Linked DNA regions of Mus musculus: regions 2 and 3 are each linked to region 1. Evidence: chromatin contacts called from public Hi-C data. All regions are on one chromosome and are shown on one strand. The core of a region is the stretch at or near the end of the contact, and the rest is flanking DNA. Distances in the headings are between cores, read along the strand shown.

Region 1 (5,047 bases), core at 1,606-4,105:
GGTCGCCCTCCCCCATGCTTTCACCAGCATTTGTTACCATTTGTTTTCTTGATGACCATGCCGACTGGGGTAGGATGGAATCTCAAGGTACTTTTAATTTGAATTTCCCTGTTGGCTACTGATGCTGAATACTTTAAATAGTGTTTACTAAGGCTAGAGAGACGGCTCAGTCATTAAAGGCTAGGCTCGCAACCAAAAAAAGAAAAAAGGAAAACAAGAAAAAAAAAAAGTGTTTACTAGCTACTTGGTTTTTTTGGCTTTTTGTTTTTTGTCTTTGTTTGTTTGTTGGTTTTTTGAGAAATCTGTTTAGTTCCTAAACCATTTTCTTTTATTATTGTATTGTGCTTTAGTTAGGATTTCTAGTTCTGTGAAGAGACGCCATAACCAAGGCAACTCTTATAAAGGAAAACACTTAATTGTGGCTTATTTACAGTTCAGAGATGTAGTCCATTATCATCATAGCAGGAAGCATGGCAGCATCCAGGTTGACATTGTGCTGGAGAGGGAGTTGAGAGTTCTATATCTGGATCAGCAAGCATCAGGAAGAGAAAGGGACCCTGGGTCTGGTTTGGGCTTCTGAAACCTCAGAGCCCACCCCCAGTGACACACTTTGTCCAACAAGACCACATCTACTTCAACAAGGCCACACCTCCCATTAGTGCCACTTCCTTCGAGCCTATAGAGGCATTTTCATTAACCTCTACAGGTTGTTTTGTTGATGCTTAGCTTCTGAAGTTCTTTGAATATTCTAGATACTAATTCCTCTGTTGGAGATAAAGCTCCCAAGGATTTTCTCCCACTCTTCAAGCTAGCTCTTCCTTCACTGACAGCTTGGAGTACAGAAACATTCTTGTTTCATGGACTTCACTTCGTTGGTTGTTGACTATTTCCTGAGCATGGAGTCCTAGTAAAAGTCCTGGTCTACACCTGTCTCTTGATGTGCATTCCCTAGTTTGTCCTCTTGCAGTTTCAGGTCCTCTGTTGAAGTCTTTGATCCACTTGAGGGTGGTTTTGTTGTTTGGGATGAGAGATAATGATCTAATTTCATTGTCCTATATGTCGATGTCCAATTCTCCAGACCATGTGTTAAAAAGGCTATCTTTTCTCCAATGCATGCTCTTTTCATCTTTGGCAAAATCATGTGGATATAGTCATGTGACCCCATATCAGGACCCTTTCTGTATTCTATTGAGCTGTATGTCTGTTCTGTGCCAGTACCATGTTTTCTTCCTTGGCTCTGTAGTATTAAGGCGTGGTGATAGCCCCACAATGGTGATAGTCCCCACACCATTCTTCTTGCTCAGGGCTGCTTTGGCTCTCTGAGGTCTTCCACACTTCCACATGTATTTTAAGATTATTTCTTATGATCCTAAGAAAGAATGCTACTAGACTTTTTATTTGAGATTGTGCTGTATTCATAGATTTCTTTTGCTAGGGGAGTCATTTCCTAGGATACATAGAGGTGGGATCATTTTATAGACACTAGCTAGCACATGTTCTCACTAATGGGATGTTGTCCCTGGGTGTTGTATAAATAAAGCTGTTGGATAGGGTCACTTCAGCTTGTCTAATGGCTCAATGGGTCTGTCAGGGCCTCCTGGTCACTCAAGCTCTCCTGGAAGAGAAGGCTGAGTGGAACACCACTCCTTTTAACTCGCCATAAATACAGAGAGGATGACAGGGACCAGAGTCCCCACAGCCCTGAGAACTTCCCCAAGCAGAGCTCCAGATTCACCCTCCACTGATAGTGCCCATCATGAGCAGGGACAGTGGCCACTATCAGGGTCCCAGGTTCATGCCCATTTATGACCTTTGTTCCTGTTAAGAGGTGAACTATGTACTCCTGAAGCTCACATGTCACAGAATTAACCTTTAGTACCTGGAAAGGTGGCCTTAATAGGAGACAGGCTATTACAGGCTGATATAAGAAGACAAAGCAAACCTACAAGGGAAAGATGAAAGAAAGAAAGAAAGAAAGAAAGAAAGAAAGAAAGAGAGAGAGAGAGAGAGAGAAGAGAAGAGAAGAGAAGAGAAGAGAAGAGAAGAGAAGAGAAGAGAAGAGAAGAGAAGAGAAGAGAAGAGAAGAGAAGAGAAGAGAAGAGAAGAGAAGAGAAGAGAAGAGAAGAGAAGAGAAGAGAAGAGAAGAGAAATGTCCACTAAGGTCATCAGCCATAACTACAGATAGAGAGGCCTAAAGGGCTCAAAGAGCTAATCCTTTGAAACTGGGTCCATCTCTCTCACAGTCACAACTGAGACACTATTTACAGTGCTGATGCCACCCTGTCTATAGAACCAGGCATCTCTCATGATGAATTTCCCAACCATCATTGACTTTTCCAGTTTGGGTCAGATCAATTATGCCTGACGCCACCTCTCCCAACATCTACTACTAAGCAGGTAGCACAGGAGGAGGAGGAGGTGTGGAAAGGGAAGTGGGTGGGGACATAGGTTGGAGACACTTATAGAAAAAGAAGACTCTCCAGAGTTTCTACAGAGTGAGGTCATGAGCTGGAGCCCAGATGCTAGGCATCTTAAGGAAGCAAGGGCAGCAATGGAAGTCTTGGGACTTGTCAGTGAAACAGGCAGTGTCTCTAGGAAGTGCAGATTCAGCAAAGCAGACCTGAAACATCAAGGCTTGTTCTTTCTTACTCTGGCCTCTGTGTGGTGCAGAAGTTAGCTGCTGTTCCCAGAGCTAGTTCAGACAATGGAGAATAGACATTATACTCTGCTCTGCAGGTGACAACAGGTCAGCAGACCTTTGTCCCAATAGATCTCTCAGTGGTCAGACACCCTCCAGATTCCCTTATCCCAACATGGTCCTGGCATTTGTCATCAGTGCTGAGACAGTCCAGCTGCCACTTCTCTTGGTTCAGCCCAGTCTTGTGACAGTATATGGGGTGACTCAGCCACTTTTCCTGAATGGTAGTCTTTCCAAGGGGTGTTGCCACTTTGCACTTGGGAGACACAGCCAAGTTCTCAAAAACATCCTGTTTCTGAACTTGGCTCACGAGAAGGAAAGCAGAGAGGTCCGAAACCAGATCTCTGAGCTGCATGGGGTGCTGGGAGGAGTCAGGGTCAGCCAGAGGGCAGGGAGGGGAAGTGGCGTGGAGCTATGTTTAATTAAGGGGTAGGTGGCAAGATTAGTGGCAGATGTGAGAAGAGGGTCTCACATGCCACCTGCAAGAAGCATTTAGAAAACTGGAACTGGGAATCAAAAGTCATCCAAGTCACAGGAGCTCCCCCACATTGCCACACTGGTCTGTGGTGGTAACAGAAGTAGATTCCATATCCAGTGGGCTTTCCTAGAGGGCCTGGAAGGACAGAGCTGGTTCCCAAATGCTGCTTACTGTTACAGTGTGGGAAGGAGGTCAGCTTTCACAATCACAATCCTGCCTGAAAACACAAGCTCTCAAGAAAACGTGTGCTTGCAACACAAGTGCCTGAAGAGGGAAACGGCTGTGCTGTTGTAGTCTCTCCCCTTTCCCCCGCATGTCAATGTGCCAATTGCAGCAGCTGGAAGAATCTGCTGCAATTGGCACATCGTGACGAGAGGGCATAACAGAGCTGTGACAGTGAAGCCTGCCACAGGGTCAGAATTCATTTTTTTCTTCATTAATAATATCCTAATTTGCATCATTAATATGTCATGATCCATGAGCACAGGCAAATAATGGTACAACTGCTGAACAAAAAAATGCCACCTGCGGAGCAAAGAGAACAAACACACTTACATGCAGGAGACATCAGTTCCCCCAAACCTCACCAGCATCAAAACAGCTATTTGAGGAATGCAGAGAGGACTATTCTCCATGGCTCTATGGGAGGAGGAGCTCTGGGTGTACCTACCACTCCCAGGCTACCATTGGACAAACCTGAAAATTCCAAACAAAGCTGATGAGAGCCCGCTGGCTAAGCTCCTTGCCTGGTTTCTCCAGCTGGCCCCAGGCCAAGAGGCGGGATGTTTCAGGCCACAGTGGTGCCACCCCATCAGCCCAGATCCACCTCTTTCTGTGACTGCAAACCTCAGCTATTTTTGGCCAGCCAGCCTGTGTCAGGAAGTGGAACAGGATGATGAGCCCAGAGAAAAAAACACCTGTGGGATGTATTCAGCTATGTGCCAGACTACTGCTGACATTGGAAACTTTGAGAATGCTAGACACAGAGGTCCCCTGGAATCTATACTCCATTCCTTGACTTGAACAACTGAACATATCAGCTGCCTGCTCTGCTCAGGACCACCTTGTTCTAAACCGTAGCTCTGAATTATTTACATAAGCTAAGACAGGTCCAGTGTCACTAGGAGATATGATCTTACAGGGCCAACATCATGTGTGCTTCTCTCTGTCAACCATCCTGTTGCTATATGGTACATGGATGTCTCATATTACATAGCAGAAATTGTGCTCAGAGAGTATGACTTTGGTAACCTGCACACACATGTACACACATATACTCAGGTGCATACACATACGTGCACAGACAGGGATTTCAGTATGTTCATTTTCTAACTATAATAATTACTTCATTGTATGTATGTTATCAATATATCATGTGATCTTTAATGTTGCTTACTAGAAATATATTCAATAAAACACAAATATATTAACATTCATGTGAGTTGGAATTATCTTAGAAATACATTTTAAAAATTCAAAAGAAATAATAAAGTTAGTCTTTATTTTACTTATTTTTATTTTTGCAACAGTTTCTCCTTATAACAGCCCTGGCTATCCTGTCCTGGAATTTACTTTATAGACTAGGTTGGCCTGGAACTCACAGAGATCCTTTTGCCTCTGCCTCCCAAGTGCTGGGATTAAAAGTCTGGGTCACCATGCCAGGCAGTTAGTCTTCCTTCTGTACTTTATTTGACCCAGGATATCCCAAGAGGTATCTCAGTAGATAATTTCAGGTTTTCCAGATGCTTATTAGATAGTGCTCATTAGTTTTCATCCTAACCCTTGGGATTTACTGTACACTTTAGATACCCCACATGGCTTAGCCCATCACACCTGACACACAGCACTAGTTCTTGCCACTAGATATTGTG
Region 2 (5,047 bases), core at 1,471-3,970, 360 kb before region 1:
AGGATTAACATACACACACACACACACACACACACATATGATAGCTGAAAGTGTTTTCACTCAGGGGGTGGATTTGATGAGTTAGATGTCAGTGATAATGAGAGCCAAGTTCCTTGTTATTGGGCATGGAGGTTGAACACATGAGAACATAGAAGAAAGCCCCAGAGAAATCCTGGTGGTGCTGAGCTGGAATTTCAAGTGGCCACATGAGATCTGGTCTCTGCAGTGAGCCTTGACTCTGCGGGTCTTGCAGGGACTGTGGTGATTGCTCTGGTGTGCCCCCTCCCATGTACATCACCTTTCCCCTAAGCCAGTCATGACCTCCCCTCCCGTGTACATCACCTTTCCCCTAAGCCAGCCGTAACCTCCCCTCCTGTTTACATCAGCTTGTTGCTGAGAATCTTCTGTGTGTGGACCCAGATCTATGATGAGAGAGGATACCACCACCACCAAAGGGTTTAAAGGGGTGGGAGAGGACACTTAAAACCAACTGGCATTCCATTCTGTGGGTGCTGGAACATCCCTGTGGGGACTGACAGCAAGGCACTCCCCCACTGTGTCACAGGAAATCTGTTGGAGCCAAGATATTCTGGGTGCATAGCCCCTGGCGGGTGCTGACACACTTAGGGATGTATGGGGTGACTGGGAGAGCATCCACAGGAGGCCAGTGCTCACCTCCTCCCACCACAGCAGCCAACCCTACCCCCACCTTTCACAGATGAGTCAGTCCCACAGTACCCAGCAGTGGCTGAGAGCCAGGTCTTCCTTGCACTTGTCAGAGGACCACAGCTGCTTAGTTTGCTCTCTGTGCACAGTGAAGCTGAACCTTTGCAGAAATCCCATAGATCTCCATGCCGAAGCCCTGGGTACGGCCTGTACACAAGAGGGCGCTGCAGCCCTGCACATTGCTCTACACAAGAACCCCTGCTGGGCTGTACATGGTTTCCTAGTTCTTAGTGTCAGGGTTTCCCCATGCATGAACATCACCACCTGGTTGGAATGCGTCTGACTCACTAGGGGACACAGAACTGAACCCTGGTCTTGAGAAGTCCTTCTGTGGTATTGAGTGTGAGGCAGACACCAGGCTCAATGTTAAACACAAGAAGATGAAACACAGGGAGGACCACCCTCAGGGAGTCCAGAATCTAGGAGAAGAAAAATTGGAAGAACCTTTAAAGAAGGTTAGCTGGTTACCAGCATATCCCTAGTGCCTCAGCTCAGGCCTGGTCCTCTCTACCTTCTGGTAGGGCTTAGAGAACCTGTGAACAGTTCAGAAGTATGAAGGGCATAGGAGAAGGTACAGTGTGGCACCAAAACAAACAAAAAGGGAAGCACTTGTTTAACTGTCAGCTTGACATAAAGTAGAATCACATTAGGAAAGAGTCTCGGGGGGATTTTCTAGCCTGGCCTGGCCTGTGGGCATGTCTGTGAAGGTTTCCTTAACTGGGCTAATTATGTAGGAAGATTATCCTTAATGTGGGCAGCACCATTTCACGGGCTGGGCCTTGGATTGAATGAGGAGAAAGTATGAGCTGGGCACAAACACGCATGCGTTTATTCTCCCTGCCCTCAACTGGGCATGTGACCAGCTGTTTTAAGTTCCTCCTGCAATGAGGGTCAGTAACCTGGATAGACCCCTTCTTCCTTCTTCCTTTTTCCTTCTTCCTTCTTCCTTCCTTCCTTCCTTCCTTCCTTCCTTTCTCCTTCCTTCCTTCCTTCCTTTCTCCTTCCTTCCTTCCTTCCTTCCTTCTTCCTTCTTCCTTCTTCCTTCCTTCCTTCTTTCCTTCCTTCCTTCCTTCCTTTCTCCTTCCTTCCTTCCTTCCTTCCTTCCTTCTTTTTCTTCCTTTCTTTCTTCCTCTCTTCCTTACTTCTTCCTACCTTTCTTTCTTTCTTCTTTCTACCTTTCTTTTTAAATGTATGAGTGCTCTGTCTTCATGCACACTTGCATGCCAGAAGAGGGCATTAGATGCCTTTATAGGTGGTTCTGAGCCACCATGTGGTTTCTGGGAATTGAACTCAGGACCTCTGGAAAAGCAGCAGTGCTCGTAACCACTGAGCCATCTCTGCAGCCTCTACCCTTTCCTCCTGAAGTTGCTGTTCTCAGGATAGTTTATTACAGAACCAAGAAGCAAAGCTGTAGGCAGTTGAGCAGTGGCTGTTTGTGACAGACGAAGAGGAGGGAAAGGGGCAGCCAGAGGAGGACTGGTGTGAGAGGAAATGGCATGGAACAGCAAAGGCTGAGGGGAAGTGTGCAAACCAGGGAGTGCAGGCAGCCATAACCCTGGAGTATAATGACACCTACTTTGTAGGTTGGCATCAAGTTCAGTTTTAATTTTTAAATTCTATTTTAGTGCATTTATTTTGTGTCCGGGATGTAAGGGGAATACAAGACAACTGGCAGAAAGGGCTCTTTCCTTCTACCATGTGACTTCCAGGGATTAAACTTGTATTGTCAGGCTTAGCAGCAGTGCCTTTACATGCTAAGCCATCTTGTTTAGCCCTGGGATCAAATTGTTTATGACCAGAGAGTTAGAGCGGGATTTAATAGTTGGTACTGCTGGTCATGGTGGTTATGGTGACAATGACAATGACATTGCTACTATTATCATGATGGATTTGATGACATGTTTATGAAAAGGATGCTGATGCTGATACACAGATGCTATTATCTTTGTCACAGCTCTGACTCAGCATCCCAGAAGCTGACTCAGCATCCCAGGGGGAGCCCTTCAGTCCCCTCACATGCTGCTTACAGTGGGGGAAGCTCAATTTTTATATGATGACTAACAGCATAAGTCAACTTAACCACTAGTTAGTAATGGCTGCTCCATTTCATCCTAAAGTGACCAAAGTTTCTGTTTGAAGACAAAATTTAGTTTGTATGAATGTTTGTTTGCATGTACATATGTGTACCTCATGCATGTTTGGTGCCCTCTGAGGCCAGAAGAGGACATCTGATCCCTAGGAACTGGAGCCACAAACATTTGTAAGCCACAGTGTGGGTGCAGGGAATCACAGCCAGGTCCTCTGGATGAATGCAAGTGTTCTTGACCACTGCGCCATCTTACCAGCCCTCAGACAAAATTTGTGATGGACAAAGAAGATTTATGTAGACACAGAATTCCTAATTTTTTGTGAATGGACAGTCTCTAGGATCAGTGAAACTGTCTATGGAAAACATGGGCTCGGGTGGACTATCCTGGGCAAGGCCTTGATGCATGACACATGCCTTCATGCCAAAGACAGTGAGAATATTCAGATACACATTTCTCTTTTAGGTCATCACCATGGTTTCCAATAAAGAAAAAAAGGAAGTGGGAAAACTTGCCTGCACAGGCAAACCCTTTTCTCCCTCTGTCTCTCTCTGTCTCTCTGTCTCTCTGTGTCTGTCTCTGTCTCTGTCTGTCTCTCTCTCTCTCTCTCTCTCTCTCTCTCTTACACACACACACACACACACACACACACACACACACACACGCCATGCCACCATGAGCAGAGATAACCTGCGACAACAAGGGATGGAGGGAGGTGTCTGTAAGTCAGGGAGTGCTGGCCACCACCAGAAGCTGCCAGAAACTAGAGAATTCCTATGGGGTCACAAGGAGTACAACCCTACAGATGCTGGGACCTTGGACTTCAGGTCTCCAGGCTGTGTGCATCTCTAGGCTGCCTCACTCTGACTTGAGGTTTGCAGAAAGGAACTTACTGTAAGCCAGTAACATTCCTGGCTCTGATGAAGAGGCAGACCCCAAGGCCTGTCACCAGCGCTCAAAATCAGCAGTGCCTAACCCCTAGTTAAGTGCTGCAAGGAGACTTAAACTATGGTTTATGAGGAAGGAACTGAGCCCCACCTCCTTGTTTAGAGGCCAGCTATCTTGTAACAACTCTGACACCAAACTTGTCCTTATGATCTCTCTAAAGTCACGGTCCATCTTCCAGCTGGCAATGTCTTTGCTCCAATCATCCCATGTGCCTATCAGTGCCCTGGAGGTGAGCACAATTTCTGTAACTGTTGGTGCCCAGCAGAGGGCAGCATAACAACCTCGGGCACACAGTGACCTGCGAGAGGGTTTCTCCTGAGGCTCCTGAACTGTTAGCCGGGTTCTGACCCACAAAAGCATGCTGTGCCCAACTTCTTGGTGCCATTCCTAGAACCACCTCTGGCCTGGTGCCTCATCGTTGTTGGTTCCCTTGTCCCATAGAAATGAGCCCTGGCAGGGGCAATGCTGCTTTTGTCTGACTCCTCTTCCATGCAGGCCTGTGCCATGCACCCTCAGCCCTCATGAGGAGCTGAACCTCCAGACAACTGTAGTGTGCTGTGGAGGGGCTGGTGTTTCAACGAGAACATCTGTTCTGTCACACTTTAACAACATGGTTATTAAAGCAAGAGGAAATTAATTATAGTTGTCACTGTGTGTTCAAACCACACTGCTGCTTCCTCTCCACAGGATATTCACATGTGTGCTATAAAATACTTCACTGCCATTACACACTGCTGATTTTGCTGATTTTCATTCCTAATTTCTCACTGTTGTGATCAAAATAGGGAAGATATCATAAAGTGGACATTTGTTTGTTTGTTTTGTTTTGTTTTGTTGTTTTTCCAAGACAGGGTTTCTCTGTGTAACCCTGGCTGTCCTGGAACTCACTCTGTAGACCAGGCTGGCCTCAAACTCAGAAATCCACCTGCCTCTGCCTCCCAAGTGCTGGGATTAAAGGCGTGCGCCACCACCTACAGCTAGGAAGTGGAGATTTTAATTGTAGAAAAAAACTGAAGGATAAATTTAAGGAGTGAGGTCTAGGCCAGTATCAGTGTACTACATGCACAAGCGTGCAGTTGCACTCACGCACACGCACTCCATTGATGCACAAGCATGCAGTTGCACTCATGCACACACACTACACTGATGCACAAGCATGCAGTTGCACTCATGCACACACGCTACACTGATGCACAAGTGTGCAGTTGCACTCATGCACACATGCTACACTGATGCACAAGCACGAATATGCACTGCCTACGTTTGTAAGAACAGTGATGCTTGTT
Region 3 (5,047 bases), core at 1,609-4,108, 330 kb before region 1:
GAAAAAGAAAAACTGGGCCAACAACGTTTTCATTGGAACAGAGTCATGACACCATCCCATGGAACCTAAGTTCACTTCTACTCTCATCTCTTCCAACAGTTTTTTAAACATTTCTTTTTTAACAGTCAAATTTATGCATCAGGTTTTACTGTTTAAAGTGATGCTGGCATCCCCTGTCGGTTCGCACCCCAGCACACTCTGTACCGGTGGCCTACAGGCATGAAATCTTCTAAACATCTTATAAAAACTTATAGACAGTCTCGGTGTCTATAAAGTCATACTGAATTGTCACAGGCACACAGAAAGCAGCTAGAACAAGCTACATACTGCTACTGCCATTCAGTAATGCAGGGGTGATCGCCCCTAGAGATGCAGCTGTGGTCTATGAATGGGCACCTCCTCCTAACCCCTGAACAGCTGAGAGAGTACACACATTCTCCTGCTTCCCAGCCATTGGAACAGACACATGAGAAGAGCTGAGCTATAATAGCTCCACTACTTATTAGTAACCTTATTTTCTGTAGTGTGTGTTTATTCTGCATATGAATCTGCACCTCACTTGGATGCTTTGTACCTCTGGAGGCCACAAGAGGGCACTGGACCCTCTGGAATAGAAGTTACACCTATGAGCCCCATGTGGGTGCTGAGAATCCTCTGGAAGAGCAGCCACTGCTCTTAACCTCTGAGCCATTTCTCCAGCCCCCTCTATTTTTTTAAAACTCCTTCCAGGTTACATACAAAAAAAATGACAATTGTTATCCAAGGATAACAATTAGAAGTGTATGTATTTCAAGCTTAGTCAAATCTCTTGACTGTTTTGTTGAGGTCAAAGGGCCAGACACCTTCTGTGTTGTCCTTGCCCAACACCATGAGTTGTCTAGGTCAACCCAGACTCAGTGGCCCCAAGTCCACAGTGTGTAGCCCACCTGCTGGCAAGGGGACCAGGAATAGATAACTCAGAAGTCTGCTACCCTGTGTGTGAGGCCTTGATGCAAAGGATGTGGGAATACGCACACTGGGCAGAGACCTCCGAATCAATTCCACAAAACCTTCTGTTGGTTGTGAAAAGTCTTCTGAACCCCAGAGTTGCACATGGCAACCTTCTGGGAAGGGCCAATGGCTAGCTTTGTTTGAGGTCTTAGCATAGAATCTTAGCAAGTTAACACATAACAAACATCAAGTGGAGAATAAGCCAGATACATGGTGTCCACACCCTCAGGGATGCCTGCACAGAGAACCAGGAAAGACCCAGAGGTCTTATTCCCTGCAAACAACTCTCAGGGGACACAGGAGCACCAGCAGCTTACCTGTGTGCCAAACACAGTATCATCCTCCATGAATGTAGTACCCCTAGTTGTTGGACACATGCAGCAGCCCTCATCGTGATGTCCAGCATGATGTTGGAGTCTAGAAATAAGACCACTTATCTGACCTGACTCTGCCCTCTAGATGCTCAGTGGTTAGTCAGAGAATCAAGGAGGAGAGAAATGGCCCAAAAGAACATTCACTCTGTGTCACAAACTATCAAGCTGAATGTAACAAGGAAACAGGGCTCAGAGTAAAGACAGATCTAACCGAGGTGGACCAAGTTGAACTATCTTTATACTTCTGGGTCTGTTCTTTGAGTTAGCCGAGGGATGTAGCCCGAGGTAATGTAGCCCGAGGGATGTGGATGGACTCTGCCACAAAGAGCAAGCACAAGGAAGAATAATGCATGGGGAAGCAATGAAAAAAGTCAGTGGGGGTGGGGGAATGGGATTGCCTGACCATCGGATGCCCTCGCAGCACACTGGAGAAGCAGAAAGTACATCTATTCACACAGTCTGGAGTGTCAAAGTCTACAGAAAAGAAACCTGCACCTGAGGGCCAGGTAGCCCTTTCCCCTCTAGATCAGTTGCTTATGATTTCCATTGCAGTTTGTTCACTAATTTCCAATGTCTTGGCAGAGCAGTGATTGCTCCAAGCCCCAGGGCCATGTGGGAACAGCCCGCAGGCCACACAGCCAGGGGAGTGGCTTCCTGAGTAGACATTTGTCTCTGTGGGCTCACTGTGTCCAGATCTGATAATAGCTAATTCCACCAAATATTAGAGGGGCTCACATTTAATTAAGGAGTGGCCATGTGTGTGCTGCAGCCTGGAGGTCCCTGCTGCCCCGCAGTCAGAAGCAGAGTCCTCGGGGAATGCACCGATCTTTTCTTATATCTCCTCTGAGCTCCTGCCCTCTTTGAATGCAATTAGGGGAACAAATAAACTAACTTAACCCAACTCCCCCGTGAGGCCACCAGTTCTCTGCTGATAAGCCCGGCTGTGTGGGCAATCATTAAATGGGAAATCTAATATTTAACTAAATTTAATAGTCTGTTGCTTTGGTGCTCTTCTGCAGAAAGTGGGATTTCAATAGAGGGGAGCAAGCTATTCAAAGGCAGCCTGAATAGTCACTGAGGAATTAGAACCTGCCACGCCCCACACAAGGCCAGAACTGACAGGGCTGGACGTGGATAATGGGAATTTAGTCATCTCTGCACTCGCTCTAGGAAAGCCTCGCTGGGTGGACAGCCACACATATTTGTGATCTGAGTTTGAACCTCTCCCTCCAAAACAGCATGTAAGATTGCAGAGTGACATTCAAAGCCAGCTCATGTGAATTACATTTAAGGAGAGTTGAGCCAATTGTGAGAGACTCTGGGCAGGTCCTGGCACCTACCTGCTCACACAGATGAAGTTCCCATAGGGCCCTGGTGGCAGAAGCTGAGTGAGATCCATGTACTCATCTTTGCTGATTGTGCTGATACCCATGAGCTCCTATGTGTGCAGCCATGTCACCCCTATCTCCCTGCACACACCCCAGGTCCCTTCCCCATGCCATACCTAGATGAGTCACATAGTCAGTCAGAGTGATAACCATGGAAGGTTCTTCCAGGTTGTCTTAGGCAGAGCTGTGATGAAACACCATGACCAACTTGCAGGGGGGAAGGTTTATCTCACCTTATAGCTCATCTAGGTTACTCCAGGCAGGCACCTGAGGAAAAGACTGAAGCAGAGGCCCTACAAAGTGCTGCTTACTGGCTTGCTCCTCGCGGAGTGCTCAGCCTGCTTTCTACAGAACCCAGGACCACCAGCCCAGGGATAGCACCATCCACCAGGAGTTGGGCCCTCCCACATTAGTGATCAATCAAGAAAATGCACTACAGACCTGTCTGCAGGCCAGTTTTATGAAGGCATTCTCTCAGCTGAGGTTCCCTGTTCCCAGATGACTCTAGCTTGTACCAAGTTGCCACAAACCCAGCCAGCACAAGGGGACCCATGAGCGGAAGCTTTGACATAACATCTTAAGTCTATGCCCTGATTCTTACACTAGCTTGGGTCTGGGACTATCAGAGAACCAGGTCAGAATCCCAGCATTCACTGAACATTAACTTCCATATGTAATTAGTCTCTCAAATGCCAAAGACTCTACAATCAATTTGCTGGACGTTCGTTTCCCGTTGTGATGTTGAATTCACACATGGAGCAGGGAATGGTTAGCAGTCATCCCTCGGTTTCCTCAGGCAGGCTGAGCTCTGGCACCTTACAGAGCATTGGATTCCTGAAACCCCTGGAGTGTCTCTCAGTCCAGTTTCATTTGTCTTGGAAGGATGGCAAGAGACCACACAGGGGTGGGCAGGGGGAAGGAGCTTCAGGCAGAACCAGCGTCTGCCAAAGGTGAAAGGTGAAAGCCGTAGCTGCTGGACGGCCATGTGTGCTTGGCAGCTTGCCAAGCGTTTTCAGCTGCTTATCAGCTCCTCACAGGCACAGGAACTCCCCCGCCCCACCCTACCAAAAGTATGCCATTCCTGCTCCCACAGATGGTGGAGATCGTGGAGTCACACAATGCTGTGTGTTACCCACAGCAGCCATGAATTAACTAACCTCTGATGCCTTCAAGAAACAAGACTGTGGGATGGTTTTGTTTTCAAGGGCTCATGAAAGACCCCAACGTTCCTCATAGGACCATAGCTTTAAAATATTTTCTGATCCTAGCCTAGACACGCTAAAGGCAGAGCCCCTTGAAAACAGTTCCCTTTTACATTGAGCCACAAGCCAACCCTACATGTAACCTTAAAGAAAGCAAAGAAAAGGAAGACCTGTGGGCTTACTAGGCATGAGAGGGTGAAATGGGGTCGCACAGCCATTTCAGCAGGTGAGCAAAATGGGCTTCCTTCCTTCCAGCTGAAGAGATTTCTGACGTGGTATTTGTGTGTTGTAACCTGAAAATGAAGAGCCATGCAGATAACCCAACAATACAGTCACCTAGCCACCATGCATGAGGGGGTAAGCCCTCAAATTGCAAAACATTGCTCTTGGGACATTGCTATCTGTGACTATGGTCACCAACTCCAAGTCTCTAAAGACCAGATAACTTACAGGTTAAAGCAAGAAATCTGGGAGTGGGTTAACTGATAAAGGCCACACAGTCTGGTGTCTTCTCTGCTGACATTGCCTGGTTGGTGTGGCTGTTTTCCCCCACAGATAAGTGGTATTGCTTTTCTTGAACCCAACAGACTTACAATGGATCACACCAATGCCATACTGAAAAGGAGGTGGGCAGATGGAGCATAGAGATCTCTGATCTGCCCATATTTCTGATTTGATACTAGGGCCCCAGGTCTTGAATGAGCTATCTGATATCTCATCTTCTCTCTCTGTAATGCAGTAAGCAACGCCCAGGGCTGCTTGGGTGAAGCAGTGTAGGAGGTGTGTGAGAACGCCCCGCCCACCCACCTGCCCCTCTAGTCCCCAGAATCCAGTGTGTTCTTCTTTCCCCACTTCTAGGAATGTTTGACTTGGAAGCAAATGAGGAAGTTCAGAAGGCTATCAACGACCGGCAGATGCCGAAGATTGAATATCGAAAAATTGAAGTAGAAGATTACAGTAAGTACTGCTCTTCTGCCCTTTGAAAGGTCACCCTTGGATGGAAGCTCGGCTCTACCCAGGTGCCTCCCTGCTTGGCCACCACCTTATCTCCAGCTCACTATCCACTACCTCAAGATGATCTGGTAACAGCCAA

The links. A called contact is a pair of places that touch in the nucleus more often than the background predicts.
Region 2: a Hi-C map of the N1E-115 cell line shows a contact between it and region 1, with 2.6 times the contacts expected there. The contact joins two enhancer-like sites. A contact is called at or near these places in 1 of 484 Hi-C or Micro-C datasets (the N1E-115 cell line) and 1 of 9 other capture datasets (embryonic stem cells).
Region 3: a contact with region 1 is called in a Hi-C map of the N1E-115 cell line, with 2.5 times the contacts expected there. The contact joins two enhancer-like sites. A contact is called at or near these places in 1 of 484 Hi-C or Micro-C datasets (the N1E-115 cell line), 1 of 115 datasets of contacts at active chromatin or transcription factors (embryonic stem cells) and 1 of 9 other capture datasets (embryonic stem cells).

The regions. Positions count from the first base shown.
Region 1 is chr5:28,034,401-28,039,447 of GRCm38.p6, forward strand. The region is part of intron 1 of Gm35223 (a long non-coding RNA gene); the gene reads right to left. Among named protein-coding and RNA genes, the nearest start is that of Gm26608, 19 kb to the right of the region's middle. Within about 2 kb of position 2,856, at least 166 of the 459 cell types and tissues checked have an H3K27ac peak or open chromatin away from gene starts, as enhancers often do. A contact at or near this core is called in the N1E-115 cell line, where this site is marked.
Region 2 is chr5:27,676,656-27,681,702 of GRCm38.p6, forward strand. All of the region lies in intron 16 of Dpp6 (dipeptidylpeptidase 6), which reads left to right. Among named protein-coding and RNA genes, the nearest start is that of Paxip1, 110 kb to the right of the region's middle. Within about 2 kb of position 2,721, at least 5 of the 459 cell types and tissues checked have an H3K27ac peak or open chromatin away from gene starts, as enhancers often do. A contact at or near this core is called in the N1E-115 cell line, where this site is marked.
Region 3 is chr5:27,704,638-27,709,684 of GRCm38.p6, forward strand. Dpp6 (dipeptidylpeptidase 6) reads left to right here. Exons shown (of 26, transcript NM_207282.3): 18 at 4,813-4,911. Among named protein-coding and RNA genes, the nearest start is that of Paxip1, 84 kb to the right of the region's middle. Within about 2 kb of position 2,859, at least 20 of the 459 cell types and tissues checked have an H3K27ac peak or open chromatin away from gene starts, as enhancers often do. A contact at or near this core is called in the N1E-115 cell line, where this site is marked.